Regions from separate parts of the Callithrix jacchus genome. Here region 2 is linked to region 1. Evidence: chromatin contacts called from public Hi-C data. All regions are on one chromosome and are shown on one strand. Each heading gives the region's core, a stretch centred on a gene start, on an enhancer-like site or on the middle of the called end of the contact. The rest is flanking DNA. Distances are from core to core; before and after follow the strand shown. Region 1 holds the start of CTSH (cathepsin H). Region 2 overlaps LOC100412393 (A disintegrin and metalloproteinase with thrombospondin motifs 7).

The links. A called contact is a pair of places that touch in the nucleus more often than the background predicts.
Region 2: a contact with region 1 is called in a Hi-C map of skeletal muscle, with 3 times the contacts expected there. The contact joins the enhancer-like site here to the promoter of CTSH in region 1. A contact is called at or near these places in 2 of 3 Hi-C or Micro-C datasets (both in skeletal muscle).

What each region holds. Positions count from the first base shown.
Region 1 is chr6:29,139,253-29,145,130 of calJac240_pri, reverse strand. It overlaps CTSH (cathepsin H), which reads right to left and starts at 2,944. Exons shown (of 12, transcript XM_002753365.4): 1 at 2,796-2,944. The coding sequence starts at 2,886.
Region 2 is chr6:29,307,673-29,313,550 of calJac240_pri, reverse strand. LOC100412393 (A disintegrin and metalloproteinase with thrombospondin motifs 7) reads right to left here. Exons shown (of 25, transcript XM_078329075.1): 23 at 5,198-5,360; 24 at 4,289-4,548; 25 at 2,113-2,485. The coding sequence ends at 2,246. Among named protein-coding and RNA genes, the nearest start is that of TRNAK-CUU, 93 kb to the right of the region's middle. Within about 2 kb of position 2,865, at least 4 of the 16 cell types and tissues checked have an H3K27ac peak or open chromatin away from gene starts, as enhancers often do. A contact at or near this core is called in skeletal muscle, where this site is marked.

The DNA.
Region 1 (5,878 bases), core at 1,695-4,194:
AACAACTGTTAAACATCAAAAGTAAAATTGTATCGGAAATGTATCTCTTATTGAGATAAACAGGACTCTACCCATCCCCCCCAATGATTTATATTTTCATGGGTGAATACTGTTTGAGAAAAGGGTCAGCATTAATTCTGGTCTTATTTTTGTTTCTTATAGGTCAGAGGGCTGAGAAACCCTACTTGAATCAGCAGCTGGAAATAGAGGCAGTTTTCAAGAGCAATGCCATTTAATTCTTTTCACCCCTTTCTGTGTATCCAATCCCATGGTGCTTGCTCTATCACTCAACATGCTTGCTTGCTTTCTTCCTTTTTTCTTTTTCTTTTTTTTTTTTTTTTGAGACAGAGTCTTGCTCTGTTGCCAGGCACCACACTGGAGTGCAGTGGCGCGATCTCGGCTCACTGAAACCTCCTCCTCCGGGTTCAAGCAATTCTCTGGCTTCAGCCTCCCAAGTAGCTGGGATTACAGGCGTGTGCCATCACGCCCAGCTGATTTTTTTTTGTATTTTTTAGTAGAGACAGGGTTTCATCATGTTGGCCAGGATGGTCTCGATCTCCTGACCTCGTGATCCGCCTGCCTCAGCCTCCCAAAGTGTTGGGATTACAAGCATGAGCCACCATGCCCAGTCCTTTCTTTCTTTTTATTATTTTTTTTTTGAGATGGAGTCTGGCTTTGTCGCCTAGGCCAGGGCAGTGGCGCGGTATTGGTTCACTACAACCTCCACCTCCCAGGTTCAAGCAATTCTCCTGCTTCAGATTCCCGAATAGCTGGGATTACAGGTGCTCGCCACTACATTCGGCTACTTTTTGTATTTTTAGTAGAGACAGGGTTTCACCATGTTAGTCAGGCAGGTCTCGAACTCCTGACCTCAGGTGATGATCCCTTGCCTCAGCCTCCTAAAGTGCTGGGATTATAGGCGTGAGCCACCTTGCCCAGCTGTTCCTATTGTTTTATTCAGGTTCAGATTGAATGAGAGGAAAGAGATCCCCCTTGCCTTCAGGGGCTATCTCCCAGTTTTAGCAAAAAGGGCATTTGGAAATAAAAGATCTGTAAATGGATTCCCAGAACACTCTCTGTGCCGGCATCACTTGGAATATCTTTGTGTTCCCCCAAGGACCCACACCTCCAGTGTGAAGATCACTACCACACAGCATTTATATCTCCTTTTTTGGGTCTGGAACCTGTTCCAGAGACCAATCTATGGCCAATTTCCCAGGGGAAAAAATGTACATTTCCCCAACATGGGTCCCTTTAGGGTTTCAGGAGATTCCAAACCTTGATTAAGGGCCCTACTGCAGCTGAAGGCTTTAGAGAAGACAGACTTCAACTCAGGACAAGGGTTGGAGGTAGGGTTTGAGTTTAGGACAACTGACTACCAGTTTGCCTCTAGGAAGATTATTCTGGGGCCAGAATAATCTTCTGGTGAATGGTGCCTGACCCTCAAATAGATCCATTTCAGTTTCGTTAGGACTTTTAAAAGTGCCATGATGTGTGCCCTGCCTGGATTTAGAGCAGGTGACAGGAAACTACAGTATTCTCCGTTTTTTTTTTTTTTTTTTTTGATGGAGTCTTACTCTGTCACCCACACACCCAGGCTAGAGTGATTCCACCTCCTGGTTTCAAGAGATTCTCCTGCCTCAGCCTCCCAAGTAGCTGAGACTGGAAGTGTGCGCCACCATGCCCGGCTAATTTTTGTATTTTAAGTAGAAACGGCGTTTCACCATGTTGGCCAGGATGGTCTCGATCTCCTGACCTCGTGATCCACCCTCCTCGGTCTCCCAAAGTGCTGGGATTACAGGCATGAGCCACTGTGCCTTACAGAAAAAGCTTGTCAAGCCCTGCTCTGGAATTCAGACAGCCTCTCTGTGCCAGCTTCCTCCACACAGCCTGTTTGGGGGGGCGGGGTTTTCCTTAGGCGGGAACTGACCTGGAGCTGGGGGCCCACTGAGGTTTACAAGGCTGGGGGGCTTTCTTTTATAAGCAGTTGGGAAGGAATGAGGCAACCCTCTGGCTGAGATTCAGCCTCAGTGATCTTTGTCCCATTCCCTGAGCCTCTCGCTGGGGGAAATCCCTGTCCCGTTCCTCCAAAGCTCAGGGCACCCCTCCCTAGGTTCTGGGCTCCTCGAGTTTTTTCTTGGCTACTTTTCTCTGTGGAGGGGACAGGTGGTCTTTAAGTTCAGAGCCTGTGGCTGAGGCTGGGACCAGGGGCTGCAGGAAAGGAGGGGGCAGTAGGGAAGAGCAGGCTCCTTGCCTTCAGCCGGGGGAGGTGCCTGAGCCCGGGCAGCTGGCAGGGTGCAAGGGCAGCAGGAAGCTGCAGTCACAGACAACTTGGCCAACAAGGGGAGTCCGGGGTCCGCCTGATCGCATGGGCCCTGGGGTGCGGGAAAAGCGCTGCTGGTCTCAGTGCTTTCCTTGGTGCCGTTGCCCAGGGATCCGCTCCTCCAAACAGCCCGCTCTGCAGATGGGACTCCCACGACACTACGGGGATGCCCTGGGTGCCAAGTCCCGGGGGAAGCTGCTAGAAGAAGGCTGGGAAGTCCCTGCTCACCTCTGGGACGGATCAAAGTTCCCTTTCCGACTCTCCGTGTCCCCAGCAGGGGAGGGCGGAAGGACCTGAGAGCTTCTTTGGTATTCCAGGCTGGGGAGCCGCCTGGACACTCGTCCCCCGATCCTCCGGGCCCGCCAGCCGCCCCGCTCCCAGACCCCCTCCCGCGCCAGCACGCAGAGCCCCGGCCTCCGCCGGGGAAAGCTCCGCCCGGTTCCCCGGAGCCCAGTGCGCCCCCTCCGCGTACCTAGGGAGTTCACCGACAGTTCGGCGGCGCCGCGGGCCGGGGCTCCCAGGAGACAGACCCCGGCGCAGAGCAGCGGCAGCGCGGCCCACATAGCGGCGGCAGCGGCGGGACTCTGGCGCCCCGGGCTCGCGGAGGTTGCGGCCCAGAGCGGAGCCCGGGATCGCGGGGCGGGGCGGGGCGGGGCGGGGCGGGGCGGGGCGGGGTGTGCGGGCTCCCCTCGGCCGGGCTCGCGGGAGGGGGAGTGCTCCGATTAACCCGCCCGCTCTTCCACCTACTGCCGGGCCGCGTCGCTGCCACATCTCCTCTGGGAGGAGGGACCTGTCTGCCTGTCAGGACTGGCTGAGCCCTCGCTTTGCCTGGCACCGCGCGGAGGGGCGGGTCTCAGCCTGGCCTCTCCCTCTCCCATCCTGTGGCCATCCCCACGTCCCCCATGTCCCTGTGTGTCTCCACTTCACAGCCCCTATGTCCTTGCCTGTCCCCACCTCGCACCCCCATGTCCCTTCCTGTCCCCACCTCGCACCCCCATGTCCCTGCCTGTCTCCACCTTGCACCCCCCATGTCTCTGCGTGTTTCCACCTCACACCCTCATGTCCCTGCCTGTCCCCACCTCACACCCCCATGTCCCTGCGTGTCCCCACCTCGCATCCCCATCTCCCTGCCTGTCCCCATCTTGCACCCCATGTCCTTGCGTGTCCCCATCTCACACCCCCATGTCCCTTTCTGTCCCCACCTCACAGCCCCATGGGACCCCTATGTCCCTGCCTGTCCCCACCTTGGATTTCCCCATGCACTCCCTACGCTTCCCTGCCCTGGTTAACCACCTTCCCCTGGCTGTCCCTTCTGCTTGGAATGGACTTACAACTGGAGAAGCTAGACGACCTCCTTGTGAGTTGTTTGTCCCTCAATAGACAGTTTAGTCTTTCTGCTGAGGAAGTTACATTAAGAGCTGAAGGGTGGTTCTCTGTAGTTTGCAAAGCTGAAGAAGATGGTATGTAAGGGTCTGGGTGTGAGACAGAAGAACAGGCAATCCACGCTGAGGAGCCTGCACCATCACTGCTTTGGGTGAGGAGAGATTCAGACCCACCTGTGCGCAGCCTCAAGAAGAACAGGCCCAGTAGCGCCCCGTTCTTCACTTGCATCATCATCTTGCAAAGTGGCATGTTGTTGACGCCCCCATTTTACAGATGAGAAAACTGAGGCTCCAAGAGTAGACTGTGACTTTCCCAGTCCGTGTGCAGAGAGTGCCTGAACCCAGCCTTGACCTACTGCAGTGCTTTCTGCTCTGGTCTTGCTCTATTTTAACATTTTGTTTATTTATTTATTTAGAGACTGAGCCTGGCTCTGTTGTTGCCCAGGCTGGAGAACAGTGGTACCATTCCAGCTCACCGCAGCCTCAACCTCCCAGGCTCAGGAGATCCTCCCACTTCAGCCTCTTGAGTAGCTGGGACCACAGGCTCATACCATCACCCCCAGCTAGTTTGTTTTGTATTTTTAGTAGAGATGGGTTCTCGAACTCCTGGGCTCAAGCAGTCCTCCCACCTCAGCCTCCTAAAGTGCTGGGATTAGAAGTGTGAGCCTCTGTGCCCTGCCCTCTCTTTAAGAAAAATGTGTTTCTTTCCAACTTGTGACTGGAAGCAGACTCGAGCTCTCTCATGGCTTCCCTCCTACTGGTTTCATCCCCTGAAGTTCTAACCGAGACTACCTCTCAGGCACCTGGGGAAGCAGATTCCTGGACTTCCTTCCTGGGACTTGACCTAGTGGGTCTGGGTAGAGCTCAGAAATCTGCAATTAAAGTGCCTCTCTGACAGGCTCTCTTCTCCTGTGGCCGGTGCAGCACGTGGACACGGAACCTCCAGGGAATCAGGGGTCGGCTCCAGGAGGCACTTTATTTTTTCAGAGAAAGCAGATCTTCGTTAGGTTATGACTGCAACCCCGTCTAGATGCCCCTTGGGTGTGACCAGACCCTCTTTGCTTTGAGGCAAATGTCTCAGAAAAGATCCTGCACGGTTACTATTTTGAAGGTGAGTCGCTGGCCTTGGGATAAAGGTGTCCTCTCCAGGCAGATGTCCTGCCCTTCTGGTGTGTCCGGAATGCTTCACCCCTCTGCCCATCCTGGCCACTTGGAGGATGCCAGAATTGAAATCTCTGCCTATTAGACCTGAGGCCCAGGGCTGCCCCTGCACTGGGTTCCTGGCGACCCTCCTTTGTGGATCGTTCCAGCAGGCCAGAGCCCCTGCAGTGCTGGGATGTGGAGGGCGCTGACCTGGTTAGTTGGAGGCCGATGTTTGCCCTACTACAGATTCACTGTGTGACCTAACAAGTGGTTCCCCCATCCCATCAGGCCTCAGTTTTCTCAGCTGTAAAATGGAGCAAGTGTCCCTGCTTTCCAGGGTAGTTAGATACAGTCATGCAGTTTAAATATAGTTATAGGTAAAATGCCTAGCCCAGAGCATGGCACCAGAATAGTGATGCACCCCCCCCCCCCATGCGTGGGCTTTTCTGATGCTTTTTTTTTTTTGAGACGGAGTTTTGCTCTGTCACCAGGCTGAAGTGCAGTTGTGCAATCTTGGCTCACTGCAACCTCCACTTCCTGGGTTCAAGCGATTCTTCGCCTCAGCCTCTCGAGTAGCTGGGACTACTCGCATGCCACCACACCATTTTTTTGTATTTTTAGTAGAGATGGGGTTTCACCATGTTAGCCAGGATGGTCTCAATCTCTTGACCTCGTGATCTGCACCCCTCGGCCTCCCAGAGTGCTGGGATTACAGGTGTGCGCCACGGCACCCGGCCCCTTCTGATTCTTTGTTGTATGCTTTTTGTCCTTTGCTACCTGCACGCACTGTCCTGGTGAGATTGTCTGCCTCTCTGGCTTCAGCCGGCTGTCACGTCTGTGAGGGCTTCTCCATCGTTCCAGTCCTCTGCATGTCTGCAGAAAAGAGGCTGAGGACTGAAGCTGCTGGCACAGTTTTGGCCGGACCAGGGCTGGTGCACAGAACTCGAAAGCTTGCTGTTCCCTGGTGATTCACTCAAGCACATTCTACTGACCACCTTGGAGGACTTTGCAGGTGGATTTGCAGATATTT
Region 2 (5,878 bases), core at 1,616-4,115, 170 kb before region 1:
CTTGGCCAAGCTGCAGGTGTGGGCTGGGGGCACCGAGATGGGAAAACCGGGAGCTGGAGACTCCCTGTGTCCGGATAACCACCCCCCCCATCCAGCCACAAAGAACAGGCATCCCTCCTTCCGCCAGCTGTGCCATGCCCTGCCTGAGTCACAGTCTTGTTTATCTCCTGCCCGGACTGACAGCTCAGACCCAGCTGGGGACACCCCCAGCCATCAGCAGAAAACACCCAAGAATGATTAAGACCGAATGTCTTCCCATGGTGGGGGTTGGGGTTCCAGCAAGGATTCCCAGACAGAGCAGGCCAAGGTCTGGCAGGCTTTTCTCTTCTGGAGACACAGATTCAGTGAGGCTGTGGGTTCCTGAAGTCACACAGCGTGGCAGTGGTGGCAGAGCGGGGCCAGGGACTGGCTCAGTGTGTGGGTCAGGAGGAAGTCGACAGCCCTGCTCCCCACCCCTTAGAAGGGGTTGCCACCAGGGGCAGTTTTGACTAAGACCTGGGAAGCCATGACTCAGAGCGTGGGTCCCCAGGGTCTCTTTGGGCCAGCCAGGCTGCTGCAGACACAGACAGGAAGCATGCCTGATGCTCCTCCACCCTCAGGCTGCGCAGCGGGGCCAGGACTCACGCTAGCTTGCTGAGTGACTTGCTTTCCTGCGTGACCTATGGCAGGCTGCCCTCTCTGTGCAAAGCCACCACTAGGACCTGGTCAGGGCTCACTTCCTCTTCCACCTGCTCAGGGTGGCTTAGAGCTTGGAGGCGAGCAGTCAGGGCCTAGGATGCCCTGTGTCACCAGGGCATGTGGCCTTGGGCCAGTTACTTCCTCTCAGAGCCTTGAGCTCCTCCTCTGAGGATGGGGCTGTTGGTGTCAGATGAGGTGAGCACATGGAGTTGGGAGCAGCAGGGCATACCCCGCAGGCAGCCACCCTGGCCAAGCTCCCTTCATCCCTTCCAAGTCCTGGGACAGACGCTCATCACCAAGGGGTTCAGCCTCTGATACAGTTTCTTGGTCTTAGTCCCTAAGGAGTGATTTTCAGTGATGTCCCTTCTGTCCCCAGCGTACATCCAGCCAAGTAGCCGCAGCTGCCGCATGCAGGCTCCAGGGTCCCACTCGCCTTTTGTCCAGGGATGCCATATGCGGAAGAGTAGAATGTGAGCGGTGGCCCCGGTAAGCTGCAGGGCGACCTCTGAACCTTAGCACCCCCCACCTGGAGAAGGGGCATTACACCTTCCAGGGGGCCGCTAAGGAGGAAATTGTCAACGGCTGAGTCCAAGGCTCACAAGCAGAGGGCAGGTGGGATCTGGGGCTGGGCCTGGGCCTGGGCCTGGGAGGACAGTGTGTGCCCCCTCCCCAGCCTCTCCACCCCTCACCAGGCCAGGACGCTCTTCAAAGCACCTTCATGCCCATCTGTTCCCTGCTGTGGGCACCACATTCTCCATAGGACTAGATTTTATAGGAGGGGAAGGGGCTGTGGGTAGGCAGGTACCAGGTTACCACAGATCAGCGTGGTAGGAACCTGGCTCTGGGGCTGGTGGTGGGGAAGGGACCACCCTGAGGCAGTGGGAATTAGCCCAGCCCCATCTCTGGGAACAGAGATAAAGGGACAGGTGGGGACATAGAAGGGCACAGCTGGCCAGCCTGCTCTTCCCCTCTCTGCCTGGTTTTTGCAGAAGAGTCAACAGATACATCAGAGAGGGCCAGGGAGCTGCCCACAGGGGCCCAGCCCCCATCACTCCAGGGTACAGTCCCTGCAGGTGACACCTGCAAGGTGGGCAGGCCTCTGAGGACCTCAGAGTGAGGCCCCAGGGAAAGCTGGGTGCCTGAGCTAGAGGCAGGCAGCAAGTAAAGGCCAGGCTGTACCCCTGCCCAGAAAACCTTCCTGCCCCAGAACCCAGCCCTCTGCAGACAGGTCTCCCAGGGTAGCACCCCCCTGGCTCCCGAGGCCTGCTCTCACAGACTCACTTGCTGCTCTGCCCCCAGCAGATCTGCCCCAGGGGAGCAGGTGAAAAGCCGCTGTCTGCTGAGGTGCTTCGCAGTGGAGATTGGGGCAGAGGAGTCAGGAGAAGAGTTTCTGACTTTAAGATTCTCCAAATCCAAGAAGAAGTCACACTGTGCTTTGGAATGGTAGATGCTCATTTATGTAAAATAATAATAAATGTTACACAAACTGTTATAATAAAAAAATACTTTTTCTGAGGGGGAGGAGGTCCCCAGCCTGCCGCTGGATGGGGAGAGGGGGTTAGCACCATTAGGGCGCAGGAGGCGGGAGCTCCACCACAGCCCATGGTGGGCACTGAGGTCTGTTGGTCGGTCTGTGCATCCTGATGCGGTCAGCGGCGGGCAGCCCGCTGATGGCCTCGGGAGGGGGTGCCATGGCTGGGTGGAGGGCATGAGTGGCAGCACTGGGTGCGGACAGTGGGCAACCGGCAGCGGCCCAGCAGGCGCAGTGTCTCGCAGAATCCGAATGACAGGCGGTCCCGCTCACAGCCTGGAGTAGGGGGCGGGGGACATCAGTGGTTTGGGGTACACAGAACCTGGCTCCCCACACCAGTCACCTTAAGGAGTCTCCAGCAGCTCCCTGCTATGCAGAGGGCCCCAGTTTCTGGAGGAGCTCCCGAACCAGAGTTGCACATCTCCAGCTGTGGCTGTCTCTCTCCCATCTTCCCATGGCCAACCCCCAAGATTGGAGAACAGGTGCTGGTGGGCTGAGGTTTCTGGAGAAAAGGGCCTGAGACCCCACCCTGACCCCCTCACATGCCCACGGAAGAGCCTGCCTGGGGCAATGCCCCACCACCCCATCTCCATCCTTGCTCAGCCTTGGAATCCCCTGATAGAGCCTGGCACAAAACTGCAGTCCCAGGGGCTGCTGCCAGCCTGCAGTGGCCTCTGCCCCCATTCCTGGCACCTCCTCCTGCATCAGTGCACCTGTCCTACCAGGCCTCTGTGACCGCCTCCAGCCACGGGGGTTGCACTCAGCCTCGGCTTTGGGGTCACAGGGTCCCATCTCCCAGGCCAGCCTTCCACTTCTCAGGGAGGCCACGAAGCCTCGAAAGACTGGACCTTGCAGGCTGTCAGCGGAAACCAGGGGCTGAGGCTTGTCAGGGCTGAGGCTTGGCTGGGCCCTCCTGCCTGTGGTTATCAGACCTATTTTGGGAAGTGGCTTTTTTCCAGCCTCCTGGCCTTGCTCCTGATGCTGTTGTCACTGCTGAAAACCCCCAGCTGCCGCCCTGGCCCTGCTCACTCCAGCAGACCTCCCGGGGGAGGAGGAGCAGGAGAGGAGCAGCCAGCCCTGGGCCTGGGCCATCCTCCAGGCCCCGCAGAGGGCACGAGGCAGCAGGCAGACTCCTCCAGCTCAGCTCCAGGCAGAGCTCCAAAGCGCACATCTGCAGGCTGCATCCTGCTCGCCTGGGGTGACCTCACACAAGCTGCCTCACCTCTCAGGCCTCGGTTCCCTCCTTTGTCAGCCCCGCCTCTGCAGCAAACGGATGCAGCCATGCTGGGTCACTGCAGTGACCACACACTCTGGAGATTCCAGGCTTTCCAAATATCCACCACACTATCCCACAGACCAGCAAAACATCCTGGGAACTCCAGGTCTCAAGGTGCAAGACACCTTCCTTCTTCCCCTCCACTGTTCACTGGCCACCGAAAACTCACTTAAGACAGCTTCTAGTTCAGCCACCTAAGCAGCCCCACTCCCTCTACCCACTCACACCCACCCCTGGAGACCCTGCAAGCCCAGGGCCTCGTGGGCCATTGTCCCTGGTTCTGGGCCCCCAGGCACCTCAATTCCCATTCTCTGCCCCATCTGGTCCTCACCAACTGGGATGGTAACCACCTTTTCCCTGTAGCCAGCCTAGCCCTGACAGCAAGAGATGTGATGCCAGCACCCAGCTCAGGCGGCACACAGGAGTGCTCCCAGATGCTGGCTCGGTGCGTGCTGAGGACAGGCAGGGCAAAGTGGGGGCACTACCTCTGGGCCTTGAGGTAATGGAATTTGAGGCAGGAAGGCCACCCCTGTCAGAGGCAGGGTAGTGAGGCATGGCAGGGGCCACTCTGAGCCTGAATGAGGGCTGTTCAGGAGCAGATAGAGAAGACTACGCAAGACAAGGGGAGAGGCAGACCCGGGAGACTGCAGGGGGCCCCGAATGCCAGCCTGAGTGCCCTGGCTGCCAACTCTGTCCAAGGGGCAGGGGGCAGATAGCCAATAGTACAGGGGGCCACAGCTCTTCCCACCACAGCTTCTGGGTGCCCTAGACTTCCAGGGGCAGACCCAGGCCCTCTTCCTGACCTTGCAATTGGGGATGACAGTGGCTTTGGGGAAGGGGAAAAAGCCGCCTTCCCTGAGTACCACCTGGACGCCCACGCAGTGCGGGATGCTTCGTGCCCAGACCTCATTTAGGCAAGGATGGTGATTGACAGCCCCGTGATTCAACATATGAAGTCCCTGACAGGGGAATGGAGCCCAAGGCCACACAGCTGGCGAGGGAGCCCAGGTGAGACTCCAGGGCCACGGTTTCCTGCACTCAGCACTGCTGGGAGCAGCTGGGGCTGCAGGAAGGAAGAGAGAGAAAGAGAGAGAAAGAGAGAGAGAGAGAGAGAGTGTGTGTGTGTGTGTGTGTGTGTGTGTGTGTGTCAGCAGCAGGGGTCAGGGTGTCCAGACCACTTTGGCTCAGGCCCTTCTGCCAGGACACAGCTGGCCAGGAAACCCCCCGCCGCTGGGACTAGCAGGACCCTGGGAGGGAGGCCCTCCCTGCAGTTCCACTGCTCACTCTAGGTAGCCCTCTGGCAGGGAAAACAGGCCAGGGCTGGGGACCCGGCCTCACCCAGGCCCAGCTTTCACACAGCCTCAGGGACATCCCCGGCCTCACTATGGGAAGACTGAGACCCAGAGGGAAAGAGCTTATGCAGGTTCACACAGCAGCTCAGGGGCCAGGGCCTCTCCCTCTCCTCCCCCGAGGCCAGACATCTATCAGCAGGGTATCATGTGGCTGGGGCCTCCGGGCCAACTCCCAGCACAGCTCAGGCTTGAGTATGGCATCCTGTGGCCTCAGGATTCTCAGTGACCACATGGCTCCTGAGCCCAGACTACAGATGGAGCCAGCCGGTGCCGTGGCTTCGATGGTTTGACAATCCCACTCCCCATTACCCTCCCCACCCCACCTCACTTTAGCAGAGAGCCAGGAGTTCAGGGACTCACGGGGCGGCTGGATGGGCTCGCAGTCCTCGATGCCACACGGCTGGGAGCTCTCGGGCCAGGCCTCATGGCCACACTGGTCACTGTCTTCCTCGGGCAGCCCCGTCTGGGTGTTGACACACTTGACCAGGCGCCGCTGGACGCCCCCACCACAGGGTGCTGAGCACTGTGGGGAGTGGGGAGGAAGAAGCGTCTCCCTGGGCCACCTTAGCATCAGGGGCAGTGACACCTCCACTGGGAAGCCATCCCTGTGCCCTGTGCCTGACTGGCCTGCCCTTGCTCCCAGCCCCACCCTCACTGCCTCCTGGGAAGGCCTGGTCCCATGCCTAGAGCCCACTCGGTACTTGAATCCCACTCGCATTTGTGGGATCGTCTCCTGCAGTGGGGAGGGCCATGAGAACAGTGGGGACAGCCTTCGAGGCTGCAGGGCAGCAAGCCCCTCGCACAGGACATGCCCGAGAGACCTGGGCAGAGCCCCAGGATGGAGCCCTAATTCAGCAGCGGGCAGAGACATGGGCGAGACACCGCTGTGCCCAAGGGATGGGGCCGAGGACCTGCCCAGCCCACAGGCAGGAGGGGAGGAGACAGGTTTCACAGCCAGGGCCCAGCCCGCCAGGCTTCGTTGTTATCAGATGCGGGTCTGAAAGCCCTAAACATGCTCCAAGTCTGTGCCAGTGTCGTGCT